2 separate regions of the Mus musculus genome follow, and region 2 is linked to region 1. Evidence: chromatin contacts called from public HiChIP or PLAC-seq data. All regions are on one chromosome and are shown on one strand. Each heading gives the region's core, a stretch centred on a gene start, on an enhancer-like site or on the middle of the called end of the contact. The rest is flanking DNA. Distances are from core to core; before and after follow the strand shown. Region 1 overlaps Usp48 (ubiquitin specific peptidase 48). Region 2 has its middle 20 kb from the start of Akr7a5.

Region 1 (4,218 bases), core at 1,484-3,983:
CTGAGCTCCTGAGCACATACATACCCATGAAGCTATAGGATTAAAATGGTGGCCCTGGTCTACATAGTGAGTTCCAGGACAGCAAGAACAACAATAGTCAGATGACCACCACCCCCCCTTAATAAAAGTGAATGAATAAACAAATAATCCACAGGGTTAGACGATAAGAAACTAAAGGGCAATGAAAGTAGTTCTTGTTCCTGACCCACCCACACCTCATAGGCCCTAGGCCTGACTCCTCTTTCTGCTTCTGGTGTGTTGAGGTGATGAAGGACTCGGCCCCCGAGTTGAATGTGAGTAGTTCTGAGACGGAAGAAGACAAGGAGGAGGCTAAGCCAGATGGGGAGAAGGATCCTGACTTTAATCAAGTACGTTTGTATTGAAGTACTCCATCATTGTGTCTTTGTCCGCAACAGCCCCCTGCTGTCCGTCTTCCCTGGCTGGGTATTTTCTGGGTCCCTCCCTACTTGTTCTACACTTTTAACTCTTAGTTTTTATAGCACGCTGTAGCTAATTTTTCCCTTCACCCCTAAAAAAAAAAGGTCTGCATATCCTCCGAAGTTCATTTAAGGAAGAAAAAGTAACTGTGTGATGGCTGTGGTGGCACAGCATCGTGCCAAAGCACTTACAGGCATTGCTAAGTGGGGGTCTGGGTCTGAGGCCAGCCTGGTCTACAGAGAAACAAATGAAAAGTGCTCACGTCTAAGACCAGTGGGGAGGCTGAGGCAGGAGCACCTACCCGTGCCTTGAAGCCATCTTGGCCCAAAGTGAGACTGTCTAGAGACAAAGCAAGAGCGGCTATGGCCATAGGTGTGGTGACACAAGCACAGTCTTGCTTTCCTGAACTGAGGCAGGAGGATTAAGAGTTTGCAGGCCCTACTCTTACAGAAGTCCTGGGTTTGGTTCCCAGCTCCCACCTCAGGCAGCTGTAACTTGAGCGAGCTTTGTGGGATCTGATAAAGGCACCAGCCAGACCTGACAACCTGAGTTCATTTCCTGGGAAACTCACTGTGTGTGTGTGTGGGGGGGGGGGGGATGATACGACACGACAACTACTCCAAGTTATCTAAGATCTACAGACATGCCTGTGCACACAATGTAATTAAGATGATATTTTTAACTCTATGTGCTTGGGTATGGGTATATTACACATGAGTTTAGCTGCCCTCAGAAGCCAGAGGCCGTGGATGTCTGTGTTCCTTGGAACTGAAAATGGACCTCCACAAGCAGCACTGCTTCATCTCAGTAACCCCTGGAAACGTCAAATAATAATGATGATGATGCAATGAGATTTTAAAGGCAAAATATATCATTTTAAGCTGGAATGAAAATATTCGCTTTGATTCTGTCTTGGTAACAAACTGGCAGTCTTTTTATTTTTTCCCCAAGACATTGTTTTCCCATTGTCCTAGCTGTTCTGGAACTTGCTCTGAACAACAGAGATCTACTTGCCTTTGTTCTCCCCAAGTACTGTTATTAAAGGTGTGCACCATCACCACACAGCCTGCCAACTAGGATTTGTGATAAATGGAGGAAGATGATATTAGCCCTTCAGTCTCCACCATAATCAATTTCTACTAAGATTGACTGTGTCGGGGACTGGGGAAGATGTTCAGTGGTTGAGAGCATGGCCTCTCCAAGAGGCCTGAGTTTGGAACTCAGCACCTTCTCTGGGCTGCCTGTTTTACTCTTAATAGCTGGGACATCTTTACCCTGAGACCTGGTAGTCAAATTATGCGTAGCTTCTGCCTCAGTGGCCCTTTGCCTCATCCAATCCAGAGCACAGTCTTTGAACATGCTGGTCTGCTGTTGGTATACCACTGTTTTTTGTTTTGTTTTGTTTTGTTTTGTTTTGGTTGTTTGTTTTTTGCTTGTTTGGGTTGGTTTGGGTTTTTTGTTGTTATTGTTGTTGCTGCTGTTGTTCATTTTTTTTCATTTTCTTTGTTTTTCTGGTTGGTTGGTAGGTTTTTTCATGAGGGTTTCTCTATGTATATCTGACCTTGGAAATCACTCTAGTCCAGGCTGGCCTTGAACTCAGAGATTGATCTGCCTCTTTCTTATTCCAGAGTACTGGGATTAAAGGCGTGCACTGTCACGGTGTGATTTGCTGCTTTATTTAATGTTGATGAAGAAAGTCTTAAGTTTGGTGCTGGAGAGATAGCTCAGTGGTTGAGAGTACTTCCAGTGGTCTGGAGTTCAATTCCCAGCAACCACGTGTTGGCTCACAACCATTTGTAATGGGATCTGATGCCCTCCTCTGGCATATAGGGACATATGCGGGCAGAACACTGCGTACATAAAGTCTTAGGTCTTAATCAGCCCAAGGTAAATAAATGTTGTGTGTACTTGCTGGTATGGAAGGATGTCATTGTTATCTATGCTTTGTTCGAATCCTATAAAAATAACTTTAAAAAACAACAACAAAAACCCATGAATGAGCAAAACCACTGTTTTATGTCCATCTCTTGGACAGTGGACAGGCAAATTTGGTATTTATCCCTTGTCAAGCTTGATGGCCCATGGCCTCAGAGCGTTCTGTGGTCATGCAGGGTTTTCTGACTGAGGCGCTCTATTGCCCTACTCAGATCTGTTTGTGTCTGTTGTCAATCTCCTGACATTGTGGAGTCAAGTTTTCTCTGTTAGCTCTTTTTCCTTTCTGAGACACAGGCTTGCTGTGCCACGTAACCCAGGTTGGCCTCGATCCCATAATCTAGTTTGGCATCTAGAATGCTGGGATTGCTGGTGTGGACACCCCTGCCTGGCTGCTAAGAGGGCCCTCTAGGATTTCGAAGAAGTGTGTCTCTCTGTTTCCAGCTTTGTTTTTCAGTCCAAGCCTTGTTTGTTGAGCAAACGCTGCATTTTCCTGTGACTCAGACTTTAAAGTCTGACTCTTTCTCTGAGCATCCGGTTTTATTCACTGTGGTCACAACCACAGCAATGTTCTCAGGTGGATGTGGGATTCCTGCCTTTAGTTGTGGATTGCAGCAGAGTTCACATGAACAAATACAATACAGAATGTTAGAGGATTGCTCTTTACGCCATAATTATTTTGTACATGTTATAATTTTCCTCCGATTCCCTTGTCCATGTTTGGATATTGTAATATCCTAGAATGTTTTAAATACTTTTGGTTCAAGGCAGGGCGGGGATCTCAGCTCTAACCCTCTGTTTAGAGCATAGTAACTAGTTAGTCCCTGGGGATACCTAGTGTCTTCAGAATGTCACCTCCCGCACCCCCCTCCCTCTTTTTTCTCAGAACATGGGTCACTGGTTTCACTGAAGTAAATCCCACGCCATAAAGCAAGCATTAGTGCTCCTTAATGGAGCTGAGCAAATTCCCTGCCCTCCTCTCTAAGCCAGATCAACCAAGTTCCTTCTGTGTTATCTAAAATTCAGGTTAATGATACACTCAGTAGGTATCACTTAGGTAACTGGAAGCCTTTTAAATCCAGTGACTGGGGAAAAACAACCACTGCTCTACTGGTTTTAGCAGGTTGACATGGGTTAAAGGACAATAATTCCAGGAAAAGCTTTTAGATCCTCTTAAAATCAATTTGAAAAGATTTTAGTTGATGCCTGAGACCTTTTGGCTGGGGCATGGGGTGAGGTTAGGATTGTACAGTGGATACCTTCTGTCTGTAGATAATGTCCTCTTTTTCAGTTGGATGTTGTTTTTGTGACTGCTAAGTTGACTTTTTCTTAGAAATGGAAGTTGTGGCTAGATTGGGCAGAGCCTTGCCAGTGGCCAGAGACCTGAGAAAAGTCTCTGCCCTGGTAGCTGCTTTATGAATTACAAAACACATTAGTAATATGAATGGGAAAGTGGGAATAAAAATCCCACTTTAATTCCCTGGCTTGGTTAACAAGAGAATCTTGGCTTGTTAACCCCCCAGGGAGGGCTTTGTAAGTAAAGAGCCACAAACACTACTGCCAGCATGGAAGGCTGATCTGCCTGCAGTACAGAGCAGGCCCACATTATGTAGCAGACCTACATAATGAGTGAGATGCTTTCAAAACACACCAAAAGATGTTCTGGAACATTTGGCCCCTGCTATTCTCTTTTCTAAAGACTAGTACAGCCTGTATCTTGTGCCCATATATAGTTCCTGCTTTTTTGCTGAATGCTTAGGTCAGTTCAGTGATGGTGAAGTTCTGAATGCTTGATCCTGTGTATCGAAGGATAAACACAGTCCTGCAGTGCTTACAGTGTGTTTAAGA
Region 2 (4,477 bases), core at 1,387-3,886, 1.7 Mb after region 1:
CTGACATTCAGCATGACCAATGCCCAGGACACATCACCTCTCTTTCTACTCTGTGTGGTTTTCTTCCTCTTACAGAATGCAATGGTTAGAGAACAAGAAAACAAAGATGTCCTCCTGTCTCTCAACACTGAGATAGCATTGGGTTATTTTAGAATCTCTGGTTTTAAAAGTTACTAAGTGATGGTTAGGAAAGCATACTTTCCCTCCTCCTCCTCCTCCTCCTCCTCCTCCTCCTCCTCCTCCTCCTCCTCCTCTTCTTCTTCTTCTTCTTCTTCTTCTTCCTCTTCTTCTTCAGCAAAGTCTCTATGCAGACATGACTGGCCTAGGATTCACTGTGTAGACCAGGGTGGTCTTGAACTCACAGAGACCAACCTGTCTCCATCTCATGAGTGCTAGGATTACAGGTGTTTGCCACCACTCCATGCCAAACTCAATTTTGGGTGCTGCTTAGAAGAATACTCCATGTAAGAGGCTGGGCACAAGGCTCCCAACCTGAAAGCCACAGCCCCAGAGGCAGAAGCAGGTGGGTCTCTGTACATTTGAGGCTAGCCTGATCTACATAGTGAGTTCCAAGGCAGCCATAACTACATAGAGAGAGCTTGTCTTTTTTTTTTAAGATTTATTTATTTATTTATTATATGTAAGTACACTGTAGCTGTCTTCAGACACACCAGAAGAGGACATCAGATCTCATTACAGATGGTTGTGAGCCACCATGTGGTTGCTGGGATTTGAACTCAGGACCTTTGGAAGAGCAGTCAGTGCTCTTAACCGCTGAGCCATCTCACCAGCCCCGAGAGCTTGTCTTACTATAACAACAACAACAACAACAACAACAACAACAACAATAATAATAGTGATAAGATACAGACAACCAGGATGATTAAGCCAATTTAAAGTATATGAGTCCTTTACTGGCCAGTGACCAAAAAGGGGTTTATGTCTCAGAGTCTCTTGTGCAAAAGTTTGGAGGCACAATGATGTTTTTAAAGGCAAACCCCACAAAGACTATAATTTACTTAGGAGTTCAATAAGGGTCAGAGTAACCTTGAAACACTCATTTCAGGAAGACCATAGTAACTTTTTTTCATATTATTTCAGACATTAAGTGACTGTTGTTGTTGTTGTTGTTGTTGTTGCTGTGGTTGTTGTTATTGTTTTACTTATAACTTCCTGAGTTAATGTTAAGTTTCAGAAAATAATTATTTTGATCAATACATCTGGACTATGGTCAATGTCATAGAAAGTCCAAATGTGTTGCTAGGCAACATCACTATTAAGCAGGTAGAGGGTGAGAACCTTCTAAACCTTAGGTTCTCGTGGATCACCACCCCTTTGGGGATGTTAAAGGACCTTTCACAGAGGTCACATATAGATATCCTGCATATCAGATATTTGCATTATATTCAGTAGCAAAATTACAGTTATGGAGTAGCAACAAAAATAAATTGAGGGTTGGGGTCACCACAACATTAGGAAGGGTGAGGACCACTGGTCTAAGCAAACACAAAATGGAATCAGGAAAAGAGGGTGTTACCTTACTCACTGGGTCCTTAACCCAGGACTAGGCAAGCATCCAATCAGCTAAGCTATAATCCAAACCCTATTTTGACATTTGAAACAGTCTTGTTCTATGGGCTTGGCAGACCTGTTGTTCCTATGTTGTCCAGGACAGCCTTGAACTTGCGTTGATTCTCCTGCCCCTGTTTCTGGAGTGCCGGAATCACAGGGGTAGACCACCACACCATGTGCTATTTGGTCGGTGCTGGTCTACTGCTTGCTATATAATCCCGCTGACTTTTGACTGCTGGCAAACTTCCTGCCTCAGCCTCCAGAGTGCAGGGATTACAAGCAAGAACGGCCGCCCTGACTTCAACTGTCTTTTTAAAGGGTTATGGTGAGAAAATCTTGTCCATTTATCCCCACGTCCCAATTTGTTACAGTCTTCATTTGGTGTAAATTCTAAGTCCCTACTGCATAAATGTTCTCAAAGATGCCTGGAGTGAACATTTGCTACTTGAGATTCGCTCCACCCTCGATTCTCTGAACAGTCTAAACTGCCTGAGAGTTTGAGGGAAACTTCTCCTGGATTAGTAAATCAGGGCTGACAGACCTTCTTTGCTGTCCTTCCACAGGGACCCTTACTAGAGCTCCCAGCAAACCTCAATTCATTGACAGCTCCCCCGCCAAAAAAACAAAAACAAAAACAAAACAAAAAACAAGCTGGGCATGGTGGCGCATGCCTTTAATCCCAGCACTCGGGAGGCAGAGGCAGGCGGATTTCTGAGTTCGAGGCCAGCCTGGTCTACAGAGTGAGTTCCAGGACAGCCAGAGCTACACAGAGAAACCCTGTCTCAAAAAAAAAACAAAAAACAAAAAAACAAAACAAAAAAACAGAGACAGCTCTCCAGGATTCACCCACCTGCTAAACTCCTTCTAGGAGGGTACAGAGAGCCCAGGGCAGCTCATGAATGGGCCAGAGAGAGGCAGGAAGCTAGAGGTGTCTGCAACTTCCGACCTAGCTCATGAGACCTGCCACTGACCTCCAGGTGGCACTGTTGTAGAGTTCTCAGCTCTACAGAAGTTTTGTGCACAGGCCCACACTTTCCTGCCCTTTCTCCGCTAGCCCCGCCTCCTGTGGGAGTGGTCACGGAAGGCTATTTTATGCAGAGACGATCCAAGGTGTCCTGGGGTTTGAGCTGGGCTGCAGCAGCTCCAAAGGTAACGGTCTTGCCTATCACCCACCCGCAATGAGCAGAGTTGATTCTTCCCCGGTACAGCTTCTTCCGGCTCCTGGGGCTGTGATCGCACCTTGTCCTCCCAAGAGCTCCGAGAACCACAAGCTCCTCAGGCTGACTTTACACAACTCTGCGGTTTCCACCCTTCCAGAAAAGTGGCCCAGGACCCTCTCACAATAGACCAACCCTGGCTCCGCCAAATTCCATGTGGCCAGCCTATGTCTAGGGCATTGAGAACACTGGGAATCTCGAACTGTGTAGACTCTCCCGAACTAGTGCCTAGCAGGTGCGTGCCTCTGAACCCTCATCTGATGGGTTTCCTGTTTTGCAGTCAGCAGAACCCCAGAAAGACTTTGGACCAAGCAGTCGATCTGCCTTCTTATTGCAGCCGGGCTCAGGGTCTTGGATTTTTCTCCCAAGTTCTGGGTGCCTGTTGGTTTAGCAGTGGTTTCAGCTTCACCAAGGAGTATCCCCACAACTGGCATTGGAAGTGGGATGATGTAGCCTATGGGAGTCTCTTCATCTGCCACGACTGGCCTAGTAACGGTGCTTGAGAGACAAGAAGGGAATTTGGTTCAACACAGCAGTAACAGACATTGTTGCTTTAAATGTTGCCAGTCATACTTGGAGTTGTTTGTTTTAGGCATATTTAAGCACCGTTTGGTTAAAACTTTCCTACTGACCTCTCAAACTCCACCTTAGGGAGAGGCAGCCTTGTACAGGAATAAAAAGCTTGCTTTACTAATTAGTTGCTTTAATACACTTGGCCCTGATGACTTTGGTCCTTCTCTTCCATCTTTGGGATTAATAAAACAACTTGCAGGAACCAGGTGAGTCCTTTCACCTTGTGGGCTCTGACCTAGTGAGTGGGTCATGTTTGGCAGCAAGCATGCCCGGTACCTGAGGAACCCAGAAAAGGGTGTCAGATCCTCTTAAGTCTGGAGTGCCAGATGGCTGGGAGCTACCATGTGGGTACTGGGATCGAACCCAGGTCCTCTAGAAGAGCAGCTAGTGCTTGTAACCACTAAACCATACCTCCAGCTCCATAATGTAATGTTCTTAAAGAAGGAAAACGTCCACATTAATAGTTCTTTAAACCTACTCCCTTCTAGGTTCCTAGTGATCCCCTGACAGCCTTTGGACTGCTAGCAAGACTTTCTAAGTGTAGGAAGTTCCTCTCATCCATCTGTCCATTCGTTTATCCATCCATCTATCCATCCATCCATCCACCCACCCACTGATCCATCTGTCCATTCATCCATGCATCCATCCATCTATCATTCAACCATTCACCTGGGCTTCTCAGCAGGGGGAGAGAGAGGAGTAGGGACTCACACTGACAGCCCAGCCCTAGCTCGTTTTCACGAACAGAGTCTGTAGTTGGCCCCGACTTTCCTCTTCACAGGCCCTTAGCGAAGCCTTCCTGTCTCTGTCCCCAGTTCCTTTGGCACCTTCCTCCCCCTGTGATCAGAACTGCCCATCATCCATAGTGCACTCAGCGTCGTCTTTCAAAACACCTTATGGTGACCATAGAGCTCTGGACTACAGCCCCCAGTCTAAAGTCAAGACTTCTCCACGTGGGGTTCCCTCAGGGCCGCTTTGCTTGTGGTCTGTGGCCTTTTCTCTTTTCCTGTGTCCTCTGCCCCAGACCCAATGCTCTGGTACCTGGGGTGGCAGGTGTGGCTCCACACAGGGCCTTCTGCTCATGGATATTAAAGCCAGTGTACCTCCTGTGTCTT

The links. HiChIP or PLAC-seq counts read pairs in DNA pulled down with a chosen protein or histone mark.
Region 2: a contact with region 1 is called in an HNF4G HiChIP or PLAC-seq map of pancreatic cancer cells. The contact joins two enhancer-like sites. A contact is called at or near these places in 1 of 115 datasets of contacts at active chromatin or transcription factors (pancreatic cancer cells) and 1 of 9 other capture datasets (liver).

What each region holds. Positions count from the first base shown.
Region 1 is chr4:137,638,943-137,643,160 of GRCm38.p6, forward strand. It overlaps Usp48 (ubiquitin specific peptidase 48), which reads left to right. Exons shown (of 27, transcript NM_001355588.1): 22 at 264-368. Among named protein-coding and RNA genes, the nearest start is that of Usp48, 47 kb to the left of the region's middle. Within about 2 kb of position 2,734, at least 106 of the 459 cell types and tissues checked have an H3K27ac peak or open chromatin away from gene starts, as enhancers often do. A contact at or near this core is called in liver and pancreatic cancer cells, where this site is marked.
Region 2 is chr4:139,328,190-139,332,666 of GRCm38.p6, forward strand. No RefSeq gene overlaps it. Among named protein-coding and RNA genes, the nearest start is that of Akr7a5, 20 kb to the left of the region's middle. Within about 2 kb of position 2,637, at least 63 of the 459 cell types and tissues checked have an H3K27ac peak or open chromatin away from gene starts, as enhancers often do. A contact at or near this core is called in liver and pancreatic cancer cells, where this site is marked.